2 separate regions of the Aphis gossypii genome follow, and region 2 is linked to region 1. The links are chromatin contacts, called in public Hi-C maps. All regions are on one chromosome and are shown on one strand. The core of a region is the stretch at or near the end of the contact, and the rest is flanking DNA. Distances in the headings are between cores, read along the strand shown. Region 1 holds the start of LOC114122473 (ras-related protein Rab-39B). Region 2 holds the start of LOC114122485 (clathrin light chain).

The links. A called contact is a pair of places that touch in the nucleus more often than the background predicts.
Region 2: a Hi-C map of whole body shows a contact between it and region 1, with 2.6 times the contacts expected there. The contact joins the promoter of LOC114122485 here to the promoter of LOC114122473 in region 1. A contact is called at or near these places in 2 of 2 Hi-C or Micro-C datasets (both in whole body).

What each region holds. Positions count from the first base shown.
Region 1 is chr1:82,258,504-82,264,228 of ASM2018417v2, forward strand. LOC114122473 (ras-related protein Rab-39B) reads left to right here and starts at 3,599. Exons shown (of 5, transcript XM_050198873.1): 1 at 3,599-4,061; 2 at 4,142-4,251; 3 at 4,335-4,500; 4 at 5,208-5,348; 5 at 5,500-5,725. The coding sequence starts at 3,954. The coding sequence ends at 5,637. It overlaps LOC114122482 (RNA polymerase II-associated factor 1 homolog), which reads left to right. Exons shown (of 11, transcript XM_027985155.2): 10 at 1,341-1,424; 11 at 2,042-2,888. The coding sequence ends at 2,487.
Region 2 is chr1:82,455,055-82,460,779 of ASM2018417v2, forward strand. LOC114122485 (clathrin light chain) reads left to right here and starts at 2,686. Exons shown (of 7, transcript XM_027985158.2): 1 at 2,686-2,923; 2 at 3,185-3,341; 3 at 3,466-3,528; 4 at 4,264-4,308. The coding sequence starts at 3,194. LOC114122484 (tuftelin-interacting protein 11) reads left to right here. Exons shown (of 12, transcript XM_027985156.2): 9 at 2-198; 10 at 278-499; 11 at 565-857; 12 at 969-1,323. The coding sequence ends at 1,220.

The sequences.
Region 1 (5,725 bases), core at 2,349-4,848:
TCTATTTAAAAAAAAATATTTTATAGTTCCTTTTTGGCGAGAATCATTGTTCCCAATTGTATTAACTTTGGTAGACTGTATAGTACATAAAGTTGACACATAAGTCCTCCTTTCGCTCCATGACATGTCATTCCAAAATGATTTAAATAGTTTTTCTCTATCTTCTTCTTTTATAAAAGGGCATTTTCTAGATTTAGAATTTTTTATACAAAAAGTAGAATTGCATCTTGGCCTTATTTTTCTTGCAGATTTACATTCAGAAAAGTGAAATTTGCCTTCATCATTTTTTTTTTAGTCCTTTATATGATTGACCTCTCATTCTTAATATTTTATTTTTGTTTTTTGGCCAACAAAGTTCATTACCTGCTTCATATTTAAATTTCCGTTTTGCATTCCCAACAATTTCTTCTGAACCACAATCACCAGTTTCTATCTCTATATTAATACCATTTTATTATTAAGTTAATAAATAATATTATCTTCAATATGGTAGACTTTATCTAACAAAATTGTTTACCTTCAACCGTAGTAAAATCATCAATATCTTTACTATTTTCAACCTCAAATTCTAATAAATATCATAATTTACATAATATAAGTTAAAATAAATATTAAATAAAAAAATAATAAATCTGTATGTAAATCAAATAGCCTTATGTATTATTATAATATACCTTCAACAGTAGGAAAATCATCAATATTTTGACTATCTTCAACCACATATTTACAGCCTCAAATTCTAATAAGGATCATAATTTTACACATTAATACAAATAATATAACATTAATATAATAATATAAAACTTAAAAACTACCATAATCCTCATCTGAACTATAAGCATTATTTAAGAGCTGTTGAATTTCGTCGTCAGGTAAAAAAGACATACCTACTCTTATTTAGTTTACAGTACCAAAAACTTAAAATTAGTTTAGTGTACTTTATTATAAACGCTGTTGTGGTGATGGATCATTATACAACACATTTAACATAACAAAAAAATATAATTATGGCGTTCATATTAATTAATAATAATGTTAAAGTCGAGTTACGAGGTTTTAATATTAACAATGTAGATACGAGGATTTGTTTTTGTACGATATCAAATGGAATTAGCGGGAAATAATATGATATTATGATATCAAAATGTGCCCAAAAATACAGTGCATCTAATAGATAAAAAAAAAAATGAAAATTTCGACTTACGAGGTTTTCGTCTGTAGCCGATTACTATATTAGTAACTATTATAGTTAATCAGTGTTTTTTTGTAATTGACCTGAGTACTTTCAGTACTTGCGTACATTTTTTTGTTAATTAACATGTATTTTTTATTTATTTTAGCTGCAAAAGAAAGTGCAAAGGAAATTACAACTAAAAATAAAGCAGACAGTGATGATGATGATGATGATAATGATTCTAGAAAAGGTAATGACATAAATCTATTTAAACTTTGACTTTTGAAAACTTTAAATTAGTAATGAATGCTCCAAATTAAAACACTAAAAGTGTATGTGATTTTTGTTTAAACACTGGCTAAGTTAAGAAATTTTAAAGTTTCATACAACACACTACATAGTATACTATTTATACATTTAAAATTAAACAATACTTGTATATTAGAAATAGAATTTTCTAGTAGTTTTAAGATTGTATAACAAAGATAAGCAAGAATCTATTTTTAAAAAAAATCTCGACCAATGTCTTGATAAAATCAATTTTATTCAAATTAATTATCAATGCTTTGTAATTATTTTAATTATTGCTATAAAAATTTAAGTAATTTATTCTAGTGATCCTTTAATCTCACTATAAATGTACTTAATAGTTAATACCACATTATAATAGAAGTTGAATAAAAAAAATCTCAATTTACCCTTCTTTGATAGCTGACATAGTACTTTCTTTTAAGTTTACTCTATAAATAAAAAAAAATACTTAAGAATTTAAAAAAAAATGACCATGTATAATAATAAATTTCTTTATTATTATTTATGAATTTATAACGTATGAATATATAAACAATTTTTTTCTTATGTTTTCAGGTGATTCTAAAAAGAATGATTCAGATAGTGATGCTTCTGATGATGATGAAGTTACAACTAACTCTAAGCGTGCTAACAGTGAAACAGTTGATAGTGACAAAGAAAAAAAGAAAAGTCAACGAGCTTCTAGTGAAGTCAATTCTGATAGTGACGCTAGTATTAAGAAACCCAATAATCGTAAAGTTAGTTCTGGAAGTGATGATAGTGATAAATCTGATGAAGAAGATAATATCAAAAGAAAAGATTCATCTCAAAGTGGTGACAGTGAAGAAGAACGTAAAGTTAAACGCGTGTCTAGTGAAGCTAGATCAGATAGTGATAATAGTGATGTTGAAATGAGAAGTAAAAAAAGCTCAGAACATGGAGCCAGTGAAGTCAATTCAGATTCTTCAGTCTCTGATAATAGTGAACAAGAAAGCAACAGAGGTTCAGATAGTGATGAATAATGATAATAATATTTAATATTATAGAATTTATGAATTTATGTTATCTCTTGAACCATACATCATACAAAACCATACCTGTAGACAATTTATATAAATGTATATATTTTATATATAATACATGAATATTTCATGATGACTATTTTGACATGTTGCTGAACTGGTAGAGCTGTAACTTTAAATACTACATTTTTATTATTTCTTATGAAAACGATCTAATCGAATTAAATTAGTGTCACTGGATGACCCATTCATTTCAAGTTAACAACCAATGTATCCTTTACTATAGTTATACATATTACGTGTATATTATTGTTGTATTTCTTTGTACAAATATTTGTAAATATTCATTTTTTATACAAAAATAAATAATAAATAAATCAAAAGTTATTTTTATTAGGTTATGATGTGTCAATCATTTTTAACTCAGAATATAATTCACTAGCATTAAGTTGTGCTAAACTTTAAAAATACTTTTCATAGTACCTATGCACAATTATTTGTCTAATCCACAAAAAACGTAGGCACAAAAATCAAATAATGAATTTTAAAAATGGTATTGTGAAAAAGACAACTGGAAAATTACTAATTAATTATTTAATATTTGAAAAATATTTTTGAAGATTTGGACACCCATACGCTAAAATGCTAAATGAGTAGGTCAACTTCACATTTGTAAATAATTGTTAAGTAATAAATGTCCATCGGTGTTTCACAATGGTGCCAGAACTTTAACCTTATAATAATTATTAATTACCTATTAATTGAGTTTATATAATAAGGTCAGTATGTCGGATTAAAGAGTTGGTTCGTGGCTAGTACTGTAGTTTGACCACAGAACAATATTGGTGGTTTGATCGACTTGTTGCCCGCCAATTTATAAAAAAAAATTATTATACCGAAACGCCCGGAATCAATATACCAGTTACCCGATTTACAGAACAACCCAAAGAGAGAGAGGACAGCAGCAGCTGGTGACCCATGAATGGGGAAACGTTATGAGTTTGCGGGGTTGGGTGTAATACCATAGAATAAAAACATAAGGAGGGGAAAATGATGATAAAATAATATAATATCATTAAAGAACAACTACTATAGGACCACAAGGACGAACCAAACAGTATTATCTATTGGCTGTCGCGATATTTACATAATGCATAATAACTTCTCTAGATAAAGGAAAAAAATCATTGACTGCTCGTCTTACCTACGTCGCAGTTATTAGTTATTTTTAATACACATGTGAAGTGTGTACGTACAAAGAAACAATTCAATTGTCAACAGTATACTTTGTAACTCTTTATATACCTGCAAGTTCAGTGATGGTTACGTAAGTTTTTGTCGAAGAATTTGTATTTCAATTGACTAATAATTTTCATTATTAGTCATCCGATTGAATTGAATTAGAACGATTTTGTTTTCCGAACTATTTCGAACCCACGTTCATAGTTTCGTTCACGTTCTACAATATGGCTGACTTGATGTTTGACTATCAGTTCCGTTTGATACTGATCGGTGACAGTACAGTGGGCAAGAGTTCACTGTTAAAATTTTTCAACGACGGTAAATTCGTCGAGGTAAAAGCTTTGTTAAAAAATAACTTAATGTTCATTGCATAAATTGGTTTTATTTTATTATTATTAATGTTATATACCAGGTGTCTGATCCGACAGTTGGCGTTGATTTTTTTGCTAGAACAATACAAATACCCAGTGGTCCACGAATAAAATTACAGCTTTGGGATACAGCTGGTCAAGAGAGATTTAGGTAAGTAAGAACGAATTGTTTTTGTTTTTATTATTGTTCTTGTTGACTTAATGCCGTCAATGGTTATATTTTGTATTTAATAGATCAATTACAAAATCCTACTATCGAAATTCAGTAGGTGCTTTGTTAATATATGACATAACAAAACGAGCTAGTTTTGAACACATACCTGTTTGGATGAACGATGCCAAACGACACATTGAACCTCATCGACCAGTATTTGTCTTAGTTGGGTGCAAATTAGATCTGGTAATTTTTAAAATATCTATGTACAAGTATACATTCTAAAAAAACAATTTAAAAGTACTTAATATATAAAAGGTTTTTTGTGTAGGTATTTTGTTTTTACAGAATTCAAATTTTAAAACTATTGTATACAACTACTTTAATTGTAGCAGACAATAATAACTAATTAACATAACTTGTTTTTCTTTATTATTATTATTATTACAACAATTTTGCATCTATATACTAAAAATGTAATACTGTATTATACTTATTTTCTCTTAAATTTTCATCTAAAAATGAATGTTAAAGTATAGTACACATCTTTTATAATATAGAAGTGTTTTATTACATCTAATTGCCTTTATTAATTATAATATATGTTCTGTTAAACTCTGATAAATTATTCTAAATTGATTAAGTTTAAGATTACAAGGGTTTCAAGGTTATCTTCTAAGTTTAGTAATAGGTATATTAATAAGAAAAGTTTCATGATAATTTTACTAAAATAATATTGAATAAAAATTGTAACAGTATTTTGAAGATATTATCATGACTAAATATTTAATTTATATGGAAATCAAAAAATAAATAATAATGAAATCTATCAACAAATATTAACCAGTATATTTTATGTACAAATTTATCTATCTAAATATGAATTATTAAAAGTGTAAATAATTTGTAAATAATTATCAATACTATGTAGTTTATTTGTTTATTTTACATAGGTAAATAATGGTGCTAGTAAAAGGGAAGTGACTGAAGAAGAAGCCAAACAATTTGGTGCAGAACATAATATATTCACTGTTGAAACATCAGCAAAAACAGGTTCTAATGTTGAATTGGCATTTTCTGCTATTACCCAAGAAGTAATTATTAATTTATTCACAAATTGATTATGATTTATATTATGCGTAACTTTACTATTTTCTTTTCAAGGCCTTTTAATAAATGTAATATCAATAAATAGGCAAAATAATAGTCTTAATATCTATTGTTTATTGAATATTATTTTTTTAGATTTATCAGAGGATAAAAAGTGGTGAATACCAAATGGAAGAAGGCTGGGATGGCATTAAAAGTGGTTATTCACATCATTCAGCTAGCATTGATTTCAATAACTATATTGAGGCTGAACCAGCTAAGTCATGCTGTTAAAACTTGAATCCCCTTAACAAGCTTTTATTCTTTTTTTTTTGTTTTTTATCTTTAACTGAATAACAATTTTATGAAACAAACATTAGGC
Region 2 (5,725 bases), core at 1,436-3,935, 200 kb after region 1:
GGCAATGGAAATGTCGAGATTATAACAGTATGTTGAAACTTGTTGAACAATCAGCTGAATTGATACCAATTGACATAATTAATAAAGTTCTTGAAAATATGATTTTACCTAAAATACAGTCGGAAGTAGAACAATGGGATCCGTTAACTGATATTGTACCAATCCATTTATGGATTCACCCATGGTTGCCTTATTTAAGTGAGCCAAATTCAATATCAATTATTAACTAGATTAATAATTTTGAATCAAATTATTATTTTTTTGTTAACATAAATAGGTAAACATTTCGAAACAATAGTTTATCCAACACTAAGACAAAAATTAAGTGTAGCATTAAATGCCTGGCATCCATCTGACAGTTCTGCTAAGCTGATGCTCCAACCATGGATAAATGTTTTTCAACAAGGCTACATGGAAGCTTTTCTAATAAAAAATATTGTTCCTAAATTACAAGCGGCTCTACACGCTTTTGTAATCAACCCACATCACCAACAATTGGGTAACTATATTTTTAAAAACTAGTAGAGATATTAAAATTTAAAAAAAAAATTATTTTTTGTTTAGACAATTGGAATTGGGTTAATGCATGGTCAGATGTATTACCATTGCCTACATTAGTGGAATTGTTGGACCAACATTTCTTTCCTAAGTGGCTTAAAACACTTACTATGTGGATAAATATGAATCCTAATCACGAACAAATAAGTAATTGGTATACAGGATGGAAGTCTTTAATGCCTCCTGTTATTGTTGAACATCCAACCATTAAAGGGAGATTTCATTCAGCTTTGGATATAATGAGCCGAGCAGTTGGAGGACCTTCTATGCCACAACCACCTCCACCACCAACAATTCACGTAAATAATTTAAATTATAAAATAGACAAACAAATTACTACAAACAACCATTGTTTTTATTATCATTATGATGTTAAGGGTTTTGATATGTTTTATATTATATGTTTTTAGGGTGGTCTAGCTGAAGCTGTACGTACTGCATCACAAATGCCACATGGCTTTAAAGAATTAGTACAGAAACGTTGTGAGGAACGAGGTATTTTATGGATGCCTATGTCTGGTCGTTTTAGAGAAGCCAAACAAGTATATAGATGTGGAGCAAGACTTCAAGCATTTATTGACCGTGGAGTTTTATTTGTTAGCCAAGATGGAACAAATTTTGCTCCAATGTCTGTACAGTCCATGTTAGAATTATGTGAATAAAATGTTATTAATAGTATTGTTTATAATGACAAATTATTGGAAATATTATGTATAATTTAAGTTATTAAGTATAAAATGTCAAATATAAACACTATTTTTGTAATAGGTTTTCAATTTTTATGTATTTACTAGTATCAATATACATAGATTTATTTATTATACTACTAAAAATCTAGTAATCTAATAAACATTACACCTCAATCTACCAATAGTGTGTTCTTAATGAACTATATTTTAATGTTAGAAAATGTAAAATTATGACATATTCAAAAAAGTACATAACTCAAAGTTATAAATATTATTTAAATACCATTGATTGGCTAGAGTTATTATTATTATTACTAGTATTAATGACCTTAGTAAATATTTTGACTCTTCCTTATAGTTCTATGATCACTATACATATCATGAATAAATCGTCTTCAATGTTAGTAGAATATGTTCCGATTTCAATAATGCAATAGTTCTAAAATCTCTGTATTGCTTTTTTGTTTACTCAATCAAGGGCGTGCTCTAGGGGGATGGGAATGTCATATCCCCCATGAACTATTTTTTTATGCATTTGCTTAAGTTTTTAGCTAGTTTTGCTTTTTTCAAAAAATAAAAAAAAAAAGGTAATGCATAATATATTGGTTTTAATTTTTTAGTTTTGTTAATAATTTTTAAAGATATAAAATATATATAGGTAGTAGATATGGAATATAGTACGTTTCCTAATCAACCGATGATTGGCATAATTAGTTCCCTAAATATATCATAACATTTTTTATACTTCACTAAAACATTCCAAAATTGTTTCCCCGAAACCCAAATCCAACTAATATATTAAAATACCAATATATTCGGACGTAGGATATGGTATTATGAATTCTATTTCCGCGGCCAAATATAAGAAGCCGCTAGCGATAACAGTGTTAGTCACGAATTAATATAATTTACTAATTTACTATAAATATTTTAGGGTATCTAATTCTCACTTTACAAATACGTTCGTTTCTAAATAACAATAATTGTCCCAATAATTATTACTCTAAACTTGGTTATTATTGAAAATAAATTTTCTTCCAAAATCTGATTTAACCAAATAAGAAACCGACCAAAATATAAACATTTTCCAACGTACGTTTCTAAACAATAATGTTTTTCCCGAAACACCATAAATCATAGAGTAAGACCGTCCTAAGAATAATAATAGAACATATTATCAACAAATAAACTAATTAATAATAATTTCGTCGCATTAAAATAATATTATCTCAACATTTTGGCACCATCGAATAAAATGGCTTTTATTGGGGCAATGATTTTGCGAGTAACTTAAGTCTTAATTGGAACTTCCGGAAGAAAATTATATTGGGAGTATTAATAATTCGGATAAAAAAAATTTGGGTGAATTGGTTGTGACCCATATTATCAAATATTCGTATTTATCAGCACGATTATAATCACTCTAATCTTGCGTTCGTCTGCACTCCTGCCCACCACACAGTGCTCACTGACAGTGCCTGTGCCCCTGTGCCACCCGACACTCGCATTCGATCTTGTTTTCTTGTCAGTAGTCACTAAGTTCCGTCCATAATAATCGTTTAACCCGTTTACAGTTTTAATTTTTCTGCCGTTTGTCAAAAGACTCCGTACGCGTACGACTGACTACGAACGGTCGTTGAACATTAATAATTCGATCGAAGAACGGATTTCTGAACGTAAGTCTGCTGCCTATTTTTACACGTCATCGTCGAGTCGCAGGGGAATTCAATATCGAAATACGCCTTTATTGGCAATTTTATTTCTATTCATCTGTCGTCGTTATTATTCGTTATCTTATCTCTAAATATTATTACAGACTACAGTTCAATCGGTTCGGCCCTTACATTATTTTTACACCGAACATCTCGATCATTTATTGTTATAAAATACTGTTACACCTCTATCTAGGTATTTCATATATTTTATTTTTCGAACAGTTTGAAGTGATGGATAACTTTGGTGACAATTTCGACGATAACGATGTCGATCCAGCCGCAGAATTTCTAGCTCGCGAACAAACTCAATTGGCGGGCTTAGAAGACGATCTCAACACACCCAATGTACCGATCGGTGTCACCCAAACCTTATCAAACGGTAACTACTAATAATCTCGACTAGCAGAATATAATAGTCATCACTTGCCTGCTTTGTGAAGCTTTTTATTCATGTCTTTATATTATTTTTTTTTCTGCATGCTATGAATTGTATGTATGATTAGGTTCAGGAAGCAGCTTTGAAATAATTGATAGTGCAGAAAACCAGTTAACTAACTCTGTGAACGGTGAGTTGTTAGATTTAAAGTTCATTCAAACAAAATATATCAATGTTTAATAATTGTCCTAAGACTTAAGTACTATTTATTTAAACCATTTATGTATTGACATTTCATTAATTGTAGGTTTCTTAATTTTTATGAAATTTAATTATGATAAATACTTTATAATATTAAAAAATAAAACACTTAATTTTAATACTAACAGAGTCATGTATTAAAGTTTAGTTAAAACTAATTGTCTGTTTTAATGTAACTATTAAAAACTATTTTGAAGAATAGAAAAACGTAATTTGTATAATATTAATTACCTATTGGTTCCTTGACATTAAAAAAATAAATTTTTATTCTTGTTTTTATAATTAAAGTAATAAAGAATATAAATTACTTATTGAAGCAATTTGTCATTAAAAAAAAAATTGTAATTACTTCTTTAAAAAAAAAAAAAAATGAGTAAGAATGTACCCCTACCTAATACCTAATAATTTTAATATTATATATAGAATTGTTGGCGCAACTAGATAGCTTGGAGTTCTTAGAATCAATTTCTAAATTATTTCTCGAGATCAAGCCAAATTATTGTATGTGTTTATCATTCACTTTAACTACCAATTTTTATTTAATATAACCCCAAGTTCTTATTCGAGTAGAAGTCTAGTTACGCCAATTTCTGTAATGCTTTTTTCTTTTATTATTTGCAAGTGTTGTTTTATTATTGTTTTGTTTTTTTTTCCTTTGACCTAGAAAATGGATTAACAAATGGTTTTACAGCTACAAATAGTGATGATGGTAAGTAAAAGGCTGAAAATGCACCTTATATGTATTCCTAACATATGGATATAAATTTATTTTTGTTTTATTGCATTAAGTTAAAGTTGTAGTTTTGTATATTTACAATTTGATTTAAGATGGCCTTTTATTAGAATGGATATGTTTATATTATTATGTAGTTAAAAATTAAAACATTACTGAGTAGCTTCAATTTGGTTAGAAATAAATAAATCAAAAACTAATTGGTTATATTTTATGTTGAGAATGTATTATAGAGATTTATTTTATAAAACTGTTGCAATTGCAATTTTTTTTAGTTACGAGTTGATTCCTTTTTATAGTTCTGTGCTCCATGATAAAATGTACCTAACTTCTATAATTTAATTAATTAGTCAATTTTACTTTTCTTTAGAAATTTAAATAATTATTAATTGTTATATTTCTATACAAATCTTTATTACTTTTAAATAAAAATATTACTTCAAAAATTTAACATACAAAACTATTCTTTTGTCAATCACTCGTTATTTCGTAATCTATTAATGGTTTTGATAGTCATTTTTTTTACAAAACTTCTGAAGCAGAACATTTTGTTGAGTATTTTAATACATAAAAATTAAAAACTGGATTAATAGTTTATGAGTTAAAAGTATTGAAAGTTTAAGTGAATCAAGTGAAGAAGTAGAGAAGTATAGGGATACCCGTAAAATGTCGATCTACTGCTTTGTTTAACAATGCTTAAAATACTAATTACTCATTACCTATTTGTTCACATCTTGATTTTTATATATCAAAATATGAAATAAAAAATGTTTATGTAAAACAAAAGTGTTTAATTTTGATTAGAAATTATGTAAAAAATTATAAACCGCTATTAGATTTTGAAATAATGAGTTCAATTAAAGAATTATCCGGTATATTTTTTAATTTAAAGAGGGTATTTTATGATTTTGATCTTACTATTAGGGGCTGGATTTGTTAACATTTGTATATTTTTTAGTAACTAGTTGATTGTATTTGCTGTGAATTAAGCACATTATATGTTTCATAAAAGTATGATTGAAAATACTATTTTTTTTTTTTACATCATATTCCAACACTGTACAGTTAGATCATATTTTACCACATTAAAGTCATTCCGTTTTAATGGCATGTAGCATTATTTTCTAACTTAAGTAAAAACTATGTTAAGTTACTAAAAATAAAAGCAAAAAGGCAAGTTAGGTCTTCTTACTTAGTTATTAATTTATTATAAATGTTATAAATTGTTTTATATTACCAAAAAGTAATTCATACTTTTTTGAAGTATGGTGTTTATGGTTAACTATTTTTAACCATTTTTGGTTCATAAATGCTTATTTTTATAATTTTTAAGTGAATATATTTAGAGCCTTTCTTTTTAGTTATCTTAATAATATGTCTCTTATCTTACTTT